2 separate regions of the Hordeum vulgare genome follow, and region 2 is linked to region 1. The links are chromatin contacts, called in public Hi-C maps. All regions are on one chromosome and are shown on one strand. The core of a region is the stretch at or near the end of the contact, and the rest is flanking DNA. Distances in the headings are between cores, read along the strand shown. Region 1 holds the start of LOC123437395 (monosaccharide-sensing protein 2-like). Region 2 holds the start of LOC123437459 (probable protein phosphatase 2C 47).

Region 1 (7,548 bases), core at 1,542-4,041:
TGCTTAGTGCTTACCATAGGCAGCAGAGCAAAAAATAAATCCCATAATAAGGTTAAAGGTAAGAACTTCAACAAGAAGTCATGGGCAGCACAGATCAACATGATGTTATATTATTTAAGTTTTAGTTTGAAGAGGAAACAAAGACTATTAGATACTAAATCTATAAGAAATGCTTGTGCTAAAATAGTTGTCAAGGGCACTTGGCAGTACATACATTAGTATTTATATGCAACACAACGGCAAAAATAGCTTACCTGCTGCAGGATCTGTAATCCAATGCCAACAAACAGTGCATGCTTCACTCCAGGTTCAAATAGTTCTGCCCACTTTGTACCCTTGGCAACTGCCTCGGATGGATGTACCATGGCTGGACCAGCAAGCTGCTGCTCTATCAGGTCCTTCGAGTAAAGAGCAGGTTGGCTCACTAGAGCGGCTGCCTGGATATACTCACCACCAGGAGGAATATCACCTCCTGGCATAGACAATATAGAGCCTCTCCGATCACCTGACACACCCTCCTCATGCAAGTAAATACGCTGGAAGCCACCTTCTTTTTGCCCATCTGCACCTTCTCTCTCAGTCCACTTCCAAGCTAACTGCCACCCCCCACCAATGCCCATGCTGCTTACTGCGTCCCCTCCCTGCATGCTACTACTTCTTTCCACACCACCCATTATGCTTCCATGAGGTGCAGCAATCTCCTTACCCTCCACGCTTGTCGCTTGACGAGAAATAAGCGGGCTATTGAGGTTATCCTCAATGTCATCAGCACCATGATCCGATGCATAATCTTCATCATCCCTATGACTCTCAGCATCCCAGTCAGCTTTAGCCTGCTGCTGTTCAGCCACACTAAACATGCTGCCAAAGTTAGGAAACAAGGTGCTCCGCATGCTCCCCATTACCTCAGGCATCTTCTCATGGACACTTCCGAAGAGAGTGACAAGGGGGTCAACAAGAGATTTACCCTGACTAACCATACTCCCATGACGAGACATGAGGCCCAAAGCGCTTCCAAGTGCACTTTGGCCGCCGCCCCTAACAGGACGGGCGATCCAAGATACCCCTTCTTCAGCTCCATAGAGTTTCAACTTCTCTTGATCTGGAGCCAGCCCGTCATCAGCCAGCTCATCATCAGGTCCAATTATGTATTCCTCAAAATGTGTGTCTTTTCCAACACCCAATCCTTCAACAAGAAGGGCCATCTCTCCTGCACAGTTAATCGCACATGAGTAAAACCATCAGAGATTTTATGCCTGTCAGACTAGTAAGACAGACAAACCTGAGACATCTTCCCTTCCCCGCAGTCTTTGCAATACTCGCTTGGCCTCAGCCATTCTTCCCTTGCTCACAAGCCATCTGGGCGACTCGGGCAAATAAAAGACAGTCAATGCAAAATACATAAGCGACGGGATCGACAAAACCCCAAGCATGATTCTCCAGTCAGGCTGCGGCATGAGGGACATGGTAAACACCATGCAGTAAGAAAGGAACATCCCTCCTGACCCACTGAACTGCGGCAGCGTGTTCAGCAGCCCTCTAATGTCAGTCGGGGCGGTCTCCGAAATGTACAGAGGGACAAGGGTGACTGCCAAACCGATACCGAACCCGTCGATGAGCCTGGCCAAGAGCAACACATAGACGTTGGGCGCCCAGAGCATCACCAGGCCACTGACAAAGTAGAGGACAGACGAGGCGATCAGCAGGGGCCGCCTACCAACAGCGTCAGCCACCGCCCCGGAGAACGTCGTGATAACCGTCGCCCCGATGAGCGACATGGCCACGATGAGGCCCTCGATCAAGGGCTGGGTCTCCAGGCTGAACTCCTTCTTTATGTACAGGACGGCACCTGGAGAGATCACACCAGCAGGTCAACATGGTCAGCGTGAAGTCAAAGCATCTGCATCAGTTCAGAATTCAGAACATGTTGACACGGACTGAATTATCATGGTTCAGATGCCCAGATCGCGCATGAGACGGATCCGTTCAGAGAACTCGGAAATCTTGCGAGGATTTCGTTTCAGCCGCCTGATCGATTTAAAAAGATTGTAGAACAAGAAAGAATATCTGTTTTTACTACTGCTGCTGCTACTAGTACTACTACAAGCAGCTCCGCCAAATCCGTCATGATCGGAGCCGGCAAGATTCCCAATAATTGCCGCCACCTAACACGGGCCCCTGGGAAGCGCAGCAACACAAAGAGTATCTTCCCAACCGCGTCGAAAGGCCGGCTGTTTTTTCCGGAGGCACGGACGAATTACCTGCAATGGTCGCATTATCCCACCCCTGCAGCAGGTTCCCAATGGACGCCGCTATGGCGACCAGCACGGCGCCCGACGACATGGCCGCCGAATCCTACCACCTGCACAGCACAATCACCACCAACAACAACAGAACTCGTCAGCACCGCAAAGCTCGTAACAAGATATAACAACAACGACCACCACCACAACAACAACAACACCCAAGAAACAAATCAGATTCGACACAAGCAGCCGGCCACGGCCGCCTCTACCCCCACACGCACGCAGAAAACAAGCAGGGAAAGAGCTTCGGCCGAGGGCGGGCGCAAGCGCGCGCTTACCCGACGTCGGCGTCCGGAACTCGGGATCTCCGCTCGGGCACGGGGAGAAGCTGTGAGGAGTCTGGCGGGCCGGGCAGGCGTATAAGAGGGGGAGTCCCTGCCAACCCCGGAAGCTTTTCCCTCCCGCTGTGGCGTCGATTTCGCCCGGGGGCGAGAGTGGGGAGAGATATGAGGGAGTGTGGGGTGGGGACTCTGTCGACTATCATCTGGTGGCCTGTGCGCCAGGCTCCGATTTTTCTAGTGGTGTGTTCCTCCGCGCGCCGCTGGCCCGCTGCCGAGCCGCCACGACGCTGCCAGGCGGGGCCGAACGACCCCGGGGCCACGCGTCAGCTGGCGGTACGGGTGAGGCGGTGCGTGGGGCGTCTGTTGACGGGCGGGCCCGTCGCGGGCCCGAGGGAGGGGCAGGGCCGCATATGGGAATTATTGAACGGGGCGGGCGAGCCCGGATCCAACCTTCCCCTCTCTCTCTCGTCTCGTGCAGGACAACTAGCCATTTTGTACTTGTGCGATTAATTGATTTGTTTTTACGGAGGATCCGTGATGCGCTGTCACATGCCCGCTCCAAAACTAATGGCCCCTGCTGCTAGAGTCCAAGGGGGTGTAGTGTACCAGCTTGCAGCAGGGGGCGCTATACGGAATTTACAGGCCTCCATGTTCTGTGTTTTGAATCGTGTCTCCCTTTGCATGATGGTGGTGAGGGGTCGGGCGTATATAGAAAGAATCAACGATGCAGAATGACTGGGCTCTTGTGGTGTCGTGTTTGGGCGGCCCAAGCCCGCTCCTCCCGTGGCGGCTGGGTTTCTCTCCCACCATTGGCGTGTTGGTGCGGCGCCTTCGGGTGGTCGCTCGGTTGTCCGCGCTTGTGGTGGTGTGTTGCTCTTGAGTTTCGTCGTCTTTGGCGGTCGGTGGGGGTCTTTGTATTTTTTGTATTTAGTTTTTGTCCGGTCTTCCTTAATAAACCGGGCAACTTCTTTCTTATGTATAGAAATGTACAAATCATGTTTTTCTTGTGGGTTATTCGGCGGAAAAATGAATAAAGATGTTTGCCTAAGGTCTTACTTGGGTTCCAAGCTTGAGAGGAGGTTTATGAACAAAGTTTAAGCATGTGTTGGAAATACACTCGAATATGTTTACTGTAGGTTGTAGCCGATCCGATCAATATCGAAGAAGCAAAATATTGATCCAAATCGATTGTCTCGTTTCTTGCATCCTTCATTTTTTTAACTTCTATCTTTTACGGTTAAATCTACTTCGACGGAGATAGAGTGATTTTAGTCTCAACGGTCTCATCATGCTTCCTAGATGGGAATCATGGAAGATGGACAAGGGAGGTTTGTGGCGGCAAACAAATATAGATGTGTCATCCACCGTCATCATCGTGGGAGTCCATCAACCATGTCTCGCGGAGTGTGTCGTGGACGCATATGACCTAACAAGTTGTTTTCATGGGACAAAGCATCACGATCAATCGGCTCATTATAGGCTCACATATCATGCATCAGGTGTTCGATCTGCATGTTATTGGCCACACTACAAGATGGTATTATGATATGATGTGGTCATATGTACCAATGAGACCCGATGGCGCACAAGGATTATGTATGTATCAAGAAACTTGGACTTGAAATAAAAATTCAATTCATACTACTTAGATAGACTATGTAGATAATATTTGACGAGACATGTCAACATGGTTATATGTTTTCCTAATGCATTCTAATCCTCTACAACACTAAACTTTCTAGTTTTGAAGAGCTCACATTTAATTGAGATCTCCAATTAGAATTGGGTCACCTGATTTTGACCGGGTAAACAATTTTTTAAAGCTCTCTTCTTCAATTCTCTATACTATACACTATGCTTCCAAATTTTTAAGGCCTCACAACTAATTGAGGTATTCAATTTCGAATTAGGTCATCTGGTTTTGACTCGGTCAACAATTTTCCAAGCTCTTCCATTCAATTCTTTTTATTCACTATGTTCCCTAATTCTTCCAAGTCAAGAGCAAAAATATTGCATCCCAATATTAAACAAATAAAGTATGGAAATTCATTTTATGATGAATCTAAAAATACCAACTAGATATTATGAATTTTGATATATTCCTTTACAAATTCGATCAAACTTAAAAGGTTATCTTTTCAAAAAAATCATACATCTTACATTTTGAAATATAGTGATTATTTATATTAGAAATCCAACAACATCAATGACGCAGCAAAGCGCGCAAAACCCTTCTAGTAAAGAACAAACCCAAGGGGTTTCAAACTTAAGATATGCATCTCTCTATCAACAAGAACGCCATCTCGTTTTGTGGAGTGATAATAGTCCGTCTTAATAAAACATGCCTGAGAATGGTTGGTTCTCTTGTAAACTTTTTCTTTGCATGACTCTTCATAATGAATATAGATCTAGTTGCGCCGATCCTCGTAATTCAACATCGACTAGCTATGCACGTGTGTTGCTACACGCAATAAATTTCGTTACCGAAATAAAGTTGTTGATTCGCATTTAGTGGTTTACCAAGATTTGTATATTGTTATAGTAAAATACCATGATTCCTCCATGAAAGCGTACTATATGCGTTGAATATGCATTCAATGGCTTACCAAATATACAATATAAATATTTTTGCTTTTATTCAGAAGGTATTACCATTACCAAAGCCAGTTTAACAAAAGAAACTACCCCCTAAAACGAAATATAAAACTGGGTGTGTGTGAGGAGAGCATAATGTGGATACGAGATGTGGAGGGGGTGTCGGTGGAAGACTGACGAAAGACAAAACCTTGTGTATTTTTGAAGTAGGAGAGATTATTTTGCGCATATTTTGTAAGGAGAACGTATCAATCGAACTACTATAATTGATCCATCCTATGGCATCTTATGTCCATACAAGCATACAAACATACAAGATCAGAAATCAGATATTATTCTGGAGGAGACGGGTACAACAGTTCTTGAAACGGACGGCTGCGGACCAGGTTGCCCCAAAGATCGAGTGGCCCCGTCGATCTCTAGACAATTTGAAAGAGTGCCTCACAATAATCGTAGGGGGAAATGGGCCCGAAACCGCACGTCGAAGACGCTCATCGAGACGGTGACACATTCTTTGTTTCTATAATTCCCTGGTGTAAAGTTTCCTACTTTATTCCAGATGGTGCCGTGTGATTGCTGCAGCGAGGCACAGGCCATCCACCCTGTCACTCTCTGCTTTACGACGAGAGATCTACTTGATATTTTGTGTGATTGTTTCGATCTAGATGCGCTTGCCGTGGCATCGATCGCTAATTAATTCAGGAGGAAACGAGGACGTCTAGATATTCGCTGCGGACACTGGACAAGGAGTAGGTTATGAGAGTTGGGCTCACCTCAAAAATCTATTCACGAACGTGACACGTCAAACAAGATCTTTCATAGATGTAAGATTGCTAGGCCTTAGAGCATCTACAGCACACTTGTATAATGCCGATCCGTAAAAGATGTTTATAGTTCGTGAAAAATGGATTTTTACGGGCTAGTGCGGATGCGGACAGAGTCACATCCCTAAAACGGACCCGTATAAAAGCATATTCACCGCAGATTTTATTATACGGGTCGTCAATGTGGGGGCTGCTCGGGCGCAACCGCGTCGACCCGCAAACCGGAAAACCACGCAATATAACATAATTGGAATTTGACAACGATTCCGGTAAATGAATTCAGATTTAAACAATGAAGCATAGTTCGCGCGCGAAATGAGAACATAATTTGAAAGACAAACGCAAAAGGACTTCATGCATCCACGGTCTTCAGTCTCCACCATAGAATTCATCGTTGCCCCCGTATCCATCGACGCCAGCACTTGTCCCTACTCCGGCACTGAAATCATCGGTTCTGATTCCCGAGGAGAAACCATCGCCACCATTGTAACACGCAAGCATCCTCCTCTTCAAGATTTCTCTCATTGTCATATCATGTCATTCTTTGTTGATGTCGTCCATGTCATTGCGTTTCAAAGTCATGATCTTGTTCTCTTCCGGAAGAAGGTTGACCATGGTTTTGTTCTCAGCGGCACGTGCCTTTCTCTCCTCAACTTTCTTGAGCAATTTCCACCTCTCTTGCTTCCCTCGTGCCTTCTTCTCGGCCAACTCTATCTTTGCATCCAAAGACTTCGCTAGCGATACCTCATCTGATTGCAGCATGGAATCTATATTGTCCCACAAGGTCGATGCTTCGCGTTCCCTTTTGATCTTCTCCTTTGTCTTTTTGTCATCATCGGGCTCGTTCAAGTTTCTTGGGCCATCATCTTCTTCATCTTCATCCATTTCAGTAAGTGAACCTTTCTTTGGTGGGGATTCTCTCTCAATCAACGCCCATTTATCGTAGTTTTTGAGCAATTCCCAAAAATGCTCTAGTTTATAAAATCTTCCTTTGAAAGCATCCATGTCTTTGTATCGTTGTTGGGCAATTTTTTCCTACACAGTAAAAACAAAGTCAAACTAATGGAACCATTGTACATTATGCAAACTAATGGAACCATTTGATTTCAATCAACTCACATAGTCGGATTCAACAGTTCCACTTGGTGGAGCATTGTAAATTGTTCCAAGCAAGTTGCCCAACGGCTACAAGCCGGCTTGATCACGTCCCAACAACCTTGGAGTGAACGAAAGGTCTGTGTTGTCCTGTTGGGATACTTGGCCATGAAGAGGAAATGGACCTGGAAGTGAAGCACGTTCTCAATTTTAAAGGCTCAATTAAAGGGAGAAGAGTCATCAATCGGGATAGGGTATCCGGAGCAAAGCTACTACAGAAGGATTATTTTGATCCGAAATCAACTTCTCGACTGATACATTTTCCATTGTCGCTTTCGCATGCGAAAACCATTGTTCTTGCGCATTGTGGAGGCAGTGGAGGCACGCGATGACTACTTCAAGCTCCAGGGGATTGTTGCGGTCAACTCTCTTTCTCTGCTAAGAAGA
Region 2 (7,548 bases), core at 2,156-4,655, 760 kb before region 1:
CTCAATTTGAGGGGGTGGGTCGGCTGAGAAGCATACAACCACTGCAGTTAGGTTGTCGCAAGTGTCTCGTCGGAGCGCTTCCTGAACAAGTTCTCTTGAGCACCTTTCCGGATCGTTGTGAGCCATCAGCTCTTTCCGTACCATTGACACAGCACATTGGCTGGTCATCACATCCCAGAGGCCATCACATCCAATTATCAAGAACTCGTCTTCCTCAGTGAGTCTAACCTCCTGAAATTCAGGTTCTGGAGTGAGAGGGCTTATAGACCCTTTGGAACCTTTGACGTGCCAGTCACCGATTGCCCTTGCTACAGACAGCTGACCATTGAGATAGCCATCAAAGACTATGCCACCAAGGTTCTCAATCCTGAGCTTTTCACTCTTGCAGCTGGGTTTGTGATCTTTTGACAGCTCAACGGCCCGTCCTCGCTTTCCTAATACTGCTCGACAATCTCCAGCATTTGCAACAAGCAATGTCCTGTACCATTGAATGACATGGATGAGAGTATATCATTCGATGCAAATAACCAATCTAAAGATAGCAAACACAGGCTCTACTCTGGTAATGCGTCAACTAATAAAGGCAAGGAGGCCCAGAGGACAGCTAGGTACAGCAAAGAACCTTGTTTCGGTTGAGACATTGTGGGTTGAAGCAATAAATGTGAAGTAGCTGACAGATATAAAGGATATGAAGTAGCCTCTATAATTTCAAAAACGGGAAGGAACAGTGTCTAATTATTTACCACTAAGTCGCAAAAATGCCAAACCAACAACCCATTGAGTTCTTCTAACCAAGAATAACTCAACGACCACCTTCAAATAAGTTTCTTTTCTATGTCAACATGATTATAGGAAGGACTCATTTAGAGTCTATTCTGAAGGCTTCCCTCAGAATACTCTTCCATTAAATCCAGTCTTTGATATGGCATTGTTGGGATTAATTTAACTCCTTGCAATATTGTATAGTGAATGAAAAACATTATTACAAACTGGAGAAACATTTGATATACTCCCTCCAGTTGATTTTATAAGTCAGGCATGGATCTTTAGGTCTTCAATTTTACTAATAAAATATGTGTCATATGTCACAAAAAATATATATTTAGAAACTTCATTCGACATCAAATCTAACAATGTATTTTTTGTGGCATTTAACACATGTTTCTTTAAATTAAGGCCCATACCCGTACCCGACTTATAAACCCAACCGGAGGGAGTACAATAACATTGACAGGTGTCTTCTTGGGATGCCATGTGTCAGTAAAATTAAAAGGTTTGGTACTAGCACCAAAACTTAGTAACTTACCTGCCAAAAATAAGGGCCGTCAATGCTGTGGTCCCCGAACTGCGGTCAAGAGAATGGGAATCCGCAATCGCGTGATCAGCCTTTAGAAATGCACTTCTGATTGCTTTCTCCATGCTGTTGGGGAAGTGACCATCTTCGATTATGAACTTCAGCAAGTTCTTCCGAACGAAACAGACTGCATCTGTACCACCATGACCATCAAACACCTGCAAATTATGTCAAGAAAATGTATTATTATACATCTGTTGTGCTAGGTAAAGTGACATGCCACCAAAATTACCCCCATAAAATGAACAATTCCTGCACTCAAGAACCAGCAAACATGCTTTCTATACAATGCATGGTTTTTCTTTAGTTTTTTTTTTCTTTGCTAAGCTGTGCCCTGTATTCTTTAGTTGAATACAGGGCACAGCTTAGCATAAAAAACTAATATAAAATTTCAAACCACAGTTTACTGTTTAAAAGAATTACTTGTCCTTCTCTTAACAGCATGATTGAAGAAACACACTTTTTGTTTGCAGGGGTTTTCATTGTACTAAAATATAAGAAATGAAACTAAAAGCATCTATCAATGCTCATACTGAACTGATTCACCTCAACGCAATCATTGAACCACACTAGTACAATCATTTCCACTATCATGCGTCCACAACCGATGTAATCATGGATTTCCAAGTTGAGCAAATGAACACACCTAGAAGCTATTATCACAACATTAGTGGTGGACATAAGTCACAATGGGTGGTATTATTATCACAGAGAAGTCGCAGCAGACTAAATCATTGATTCATAATGAGCACATGCATTGTTAAACAGTTAATGAGACAAGAACAGCAAGGAACCGCCGGATCGCAATTTATGGTAACTGTAATCCAACTCACCCCATAGAAGGCGCCTGGTGCAGGGATAGCAGGGGTACGCATTCCGAGGTGCTCAATGAGGCTGTCGATGCAAACATGCTCGTCCTCCATGTACGTCTTCGGCCCGATATTGGCATAGCTCCCAGACCGGTAGACCGGCAGGAAGCTGGGACGGATCTCTGTGGGTGAGATCAAGCTCAGCGTCCCCGAATCCAAGCCCTGCAAGAAAACAAAAGAGAAGCACCGTAGTAGTTTGAGGAAATGGCCGGGCAATGAGCCGGAGGGGATAGTCAGTGTGGTTACCAGGTCTGTGGAGGCCGCGGCTATGCGCGCACTGCTGGCGCAGTGGCGTATGGCCGTGAGCTGGTGACGCGGCGGCTTGCGGGCCATGGGGCTACCGGTGGCGCCGCCGCCGCCGCTACTGGGTGGGGTCTCCGGCTCGACGCCTCCGCTCATGATGTCTGGTGCTCTTGGCTACTCTGTTCTGTTGGTGATCAGAGACAGTACAGGAAACGAAGAACATTTTTTGAGTTAAAAAAGATGCAACTTTCCGCTCCTGAAAGCTAGGAACGATTTGAGAATAGGAACATTTTCAGATTGCTGAGAGATTAAAAACAGTCCTTCCAATCGGCCATGATTGGAGCCGTACCAATTACGCCGCCATAATAATATTAATATCCAAATCGAGCGGAAAAAGGAACATCCACAGCGTCAATAACAGGAAAGAATTGAAATCTGCTCCCCTCCCGCCCGTGCAATGATTGGAACCAATATCCGCGCCGGGAACCGGAACGGCGCCATTTCCGCCGCCCCGGGACCTCCGCCGGCGCAGAGCAGCAAGACAAATCCCTCTTCCAGCACTGCCCCAGCAGCCGACCAAGAACGATCCGATTTCCCCCCTAGCGACCACGACGAATCCGCCCACCCGCCCATCCATCCATCAGGACGAACGAATGAACCGGAGATGCAGAGTTGCAGACAATACATATCAGATCAGGGGGGTAGCGCTCACCACCGGAGAAGGGCCGTCGCCGCAGCCGCGCCGCGCGATGCGTTGGGTAGGTGGAGGAGGAGGAGGGGGGAGCTGGTGGCGAGGATGGGGGAGGAGCGTGCAGGAGGTGGTGGAGGGGGGAGGAGGAGCTCGTGGCGGATTTGGGGATGGGACGGGGGCGGGGCGAGGAGGGAGAGGGGGCTGGTCTTTGGGGGCGGGCGGGCGGGCGAGATGGTTCGTGTGATCCCATCTGCGGCGCAGCTGTGCACGGCTGGATGTGGGTGGGGTGCGGCTCCGGTGTGCATTCCGTGTCTCTGTCGGGTCCGCCCGTCCGTCCCTTCCTTCCCTCGCTTTTTGCGTGCATAAAATAATGCCCGTCTAGTGCTTGGACCTTTTCGCCCCCTTTCCCTGCTGTCTTAGATTTTTTCTTGTCTGTACTGCCACTACTTCTTATCGAGATCAAACCTGTATGTGACTCTGCCAATGCATCATCGCATCATCTCTTAGCATGTACTTCTCCAATTTTTTAGTCTGTATATAAGCTTTGGTCAAAGTCAAGCTTTGTAAAATTTAACTAATTTTATATTAAAAAATATCAACATTCACAACATGAAATCAATATTATCGGATGCACCACGAGATGTATTTTCATACTATGTAATTTTAGTATACTAGATATTCATATTTTTTGATATAAATTTGGTCAAACTTTATGTTGTTTGACTTTAAGTAAACCTTATACGCGGAGTAAACAGAAACAGAGGGAGTACTCCCTTCGTTCCTAAATATAATTCTTTTAAAAGATTTCACTAGGAGATCACATACGAAATAAAATGAATGAATCTACACTCTAAAGTATGTCTATATACATCTGTATGTAGACCCCTAGTAGAATCTCTAGAAAGACTTATATTTAGAAACAGACGGAGTAATTATATACGTAATAAAAACATAAGGTTACTTCCAATGCTTCACCTTATACAGGTGCTAAGGCTGCTACATAGGCAAAAACACTGATGTGGCAAGCTAATTAATAGGAGAGAGATGAGTGTAGTGATCCACAAAGAAACAATGTTAAGCGCGTGAACCTAGGTAAAACAATTAAATGAAAGAAATGCACCAATGCATGCACAACTTTAGTTGCAAAAGCATTAAATAAGGAGGCTTAGCTACGATAAGCTAAGCAACTATGCATTGGGGGCTTTAGTTGCTAAATTATTTAATATGCTTACCACCTTATCTTAGCACCAATGCATTGGAAGTGGCCTAAGAAACAACTAGTACAATGCAATGTATCTTATGTATTGTATGTAATTTAATGATTTGTGGCTCATGCATGCATGTGATTGGGTTAGCACCTCTTTTTTACCTATGGTCATGTTTGGATACTCTAACTCGGTTAGAGGTTAGGGTAAGATTCTAACCCTAGACTAATTTTAAACTAACTCTAACCAAAGAGGTGTTTGGGTGACACAGTTAGATTGCCAATAAAAGCACTTTTTCAATCATTTGGCTCCTTTAACAAGAATTTGGTGTGGTGGAGGTAGAGGGAAAAGTAACTTTTTCTCGGCCCCACCTAACTCTAACCCAAACAAGCATCTCTTGGATGGGTTAGTTTTTGTGGATGGGCTAGATGAAGATGCATCTAACCAACTCTAACCCTCCTGTTTGGATGTTTTAGGGTTAGTTTGGACCAATCTAATCAACTCTAACTCTAACCCATGGATCCAAACAGGGCCTATGACCACGTGTCAAGGTTGTATGTTAGCTAAGATACAACCTCACTATCTCTCTTCATTAAATAAAGTGCCACATAAGAAAAATGCATATGAAACCGCACTAAGAGACCTGCATTGGCTCAGGCCTAATGCTTCACTAGAAAAATATCTTTTAGAAGTTTTTTCTCGTGAAACTTCCTACCTATTATTCATTATTAAGCGTCGGAAATGGTACAAATTACATTCATGTTCGTAAACCATCAAAAATGGTAGAACGAGCTGAAAACGCATCGTTGTTATCGCTCCTCTCTCATCAAATCCAAAAAACATTTTTATAATAAATAGACAAGAAGTCACCATGCTAAAGGTCCCAAAAGGCGGATGCATTAGAGCAGTTGTCGTTGGTCACCTCGCCGATGAAAGAAACGTAGAATGAATGGATCCAATTAATAGACACACAAACGCAAACAAACGAACACCGCATCCAGGTAAATCCATCAAAGACAAACACCTATCATATCGAGTGAGATCCGTTGAAGACGCACCTTCACATGCCCTCTGATGATGTTGGATGCACCGCTGGGACAACAGTTAGACAAAGAGAAACTTGTTCCATCCTCAAGGAGTTGTCATCGTTGTCCCGTCTTCATGAGAAGGACACAAAACCTAAACTATAAATCATATGAAAACGAAGCAGAATCCCTTCCGACAACATGAACCAAGGTCCACCTAAGGTCACAAAAGAATAGGTAGATCATAGACGACACCAATGAAAGATGAGTGTAGAGGAATAGGATGCAACTCTCGATGTATTGATCGGGTTGAAAGATGAGTGTAGAGGAATATGATGCAACTCTCAATGTATTGATCATGTGCAAGCACATTTATATATGATGTACAAGGTGGGACAGAGCCTCAACTATACAAGAAACTAGGAGGTGGGGCAGGTATACAAGATACATGCGAGATATACTCAATCCCCCAGTCGAAGCGTCATCGATGTTGACGCAAAGACTGGATCAGAAATCTTCAAACGACGCCGTAGGCAAGCCCTTGGTCATGATATCTGCAAATTGTTGGGAAGTAGGGACGTGTAAAACACGGACATGGCCAAGGGCTACCTGTTCCCGAACAAAGTGAATATCCATCTCAATATGTTTGCTCCGATGATGATGAAAGGGGTTGGCGGAGAGGTAGATGGCATACACGTTGTTGCAGTACACCACCGTGGCCTTATCAACAAGACATGAGAGCTCGAGAAGTAACTGGCGAAGCCACGAGCACTCGGCGATGACATTGGCTACGGCACGATACTCGACATCCGCACTGGAACGGGAGACTATAGGCTCTCGCTTGGACGACCAAGAGATGAGTGATGGTCCAAGGAAGACATAATATCCCGAGGTGGAGCGGCGAGTGTCGGGGTAGCCAACCTAGTCGGCATCCGAGTAGGTAGTGATGTCAGTGGCGATGGAGGCGTTCAACGTGATGCCAATATCCATAGACCCCCCTAATGTACCAAAGAATCTACTTCATCGCAGTCTAGTGAGCATCCCGAGGGGCATGCATATGAAGTCACACCTGTTGGACCGCATGCTGCAACTCCGGTCGAGCGAGGGTAAGGTACTGAAGAGCACAAACAATAGACCGATAGAAAGATGCATCAGGAGCAAGCGAGTCGTCAGTGGCAGAGAGCTTGGCCTTCGTATCGATCCGAGTAGGAGCAGGTTTGCAATTAAGCATTCCGACGTGATCGAGAAACTCATGAGCATACTTCCGCTGATGGAGAAAGAAGCCATCGCCGCTTCGCACCACCCCAACACCGATGAAGTAGTGCGAAGGACCAAGGTCCTTGATGACGAACTCAACGCGAAGATGAGAAGTGAGCTGGCAGAGTAGGCCATGTGTGTAGGGTGTCAGAATGATGTCGTCGATGTAGAGAAGCAGATATGTCGTGTTAGCGCCCTGGTGGTAGACAAACATCGAGGCATCGGAGCGTGTAGAGCGGAAGACAAGTCGATGAAGAAACGTTGCGATGCTATGATACCATGTAGGGAAATAGGATGCAACTCTCGATGTATTGATCGGGTGCAAGCGCACGTATATATGATGTACAAGGTGGGCCACAACCTCAACTATACAAGGAACTAGGAGGTAGACCAGGTATACAAGATACATGCGAGATATACTCAATAATGAGGAAACCCTAGTCGGTTTGGAAGGGCTGGGGAAAGTCACGAGACGGTAGATTCACTGAATTGACGTATGTACTACATACTTCTTCCATTTGTTTCATAAGACATTTTAAAGAGCTTGTTTTGTGTTGTTTTAGACAGTGTTTGAATGTTTAAAATGTCTTGTGAAAATAAACAAAGCGAGTACCAAATTTACAAGATGTTGTTTTGTCTCGCTGGTGTGGTTCTTCCGTCGGCGGTCAGAGCGGCATCCCGGAGGAAGACAACATGGGCGGCGGCGGCGGCGGTCCGTCCTCGAGCAGACGCATGTGGCAGTCTACAGTTTGCCACTCGTGAGGTGAGCTCGGCAGTGGGTCGAGCGGCGCTGCCAGGGCGGCCCTCACAGGTGGTGGCTCGGACGGGCGACGGCTCACTGGCACGGAGTGGCGGCTGTCGCACATAGAATCGCCGCCTGTGGTCCCCCTGTGTCAGGCGACTT

The links. A called contact is a pair of places that touch in the nucleus more often than the background predicts.
Region 2: a contact with region 1 is called in a Hi-C map of leaf, with 4 times the contacts expected there. The contact joins the promoter of LOC123437459 here to the promoter of LOC123437395 in region 1. A contact is called at or near these places in 2 of 6 Hi-C or Micro-C datasets (leaf and seedling).

Annotation. Positions count from the first base shown.
Region 1 is chr1H:364,788,874-364,796,421 of MorexV3_pseudomolecules_assembly, reverse strand. LOC123437395 (monosaccharide-sensing protein 2-like) reads right to left here and starts at 2,791. Exons shown (of 6, transcript XM_045115706.1): 1 at 2,585-2,791; 2 at 2,262-2,362; 3 at 1,283-1,849; 4 at 255-1,210. The coding sequence starts at 2,343.
Region 2 is chr1H:365,549,119-365,556,666 of MorexV3_pseudomolecules_assembly, reverse strand. LOC123437459 (probable protein phosphatase 2C 47) reads right to left here and starts at 3,405. Exons shown (of 5, transcript XM_045115711.1): 1 at 3,179-3,405; 2 at 2,470-2,650; 3 at 2,188-2,385; 4 at 1,307-1,512; 5 at 1-478. The coding sequence starts at 2,622.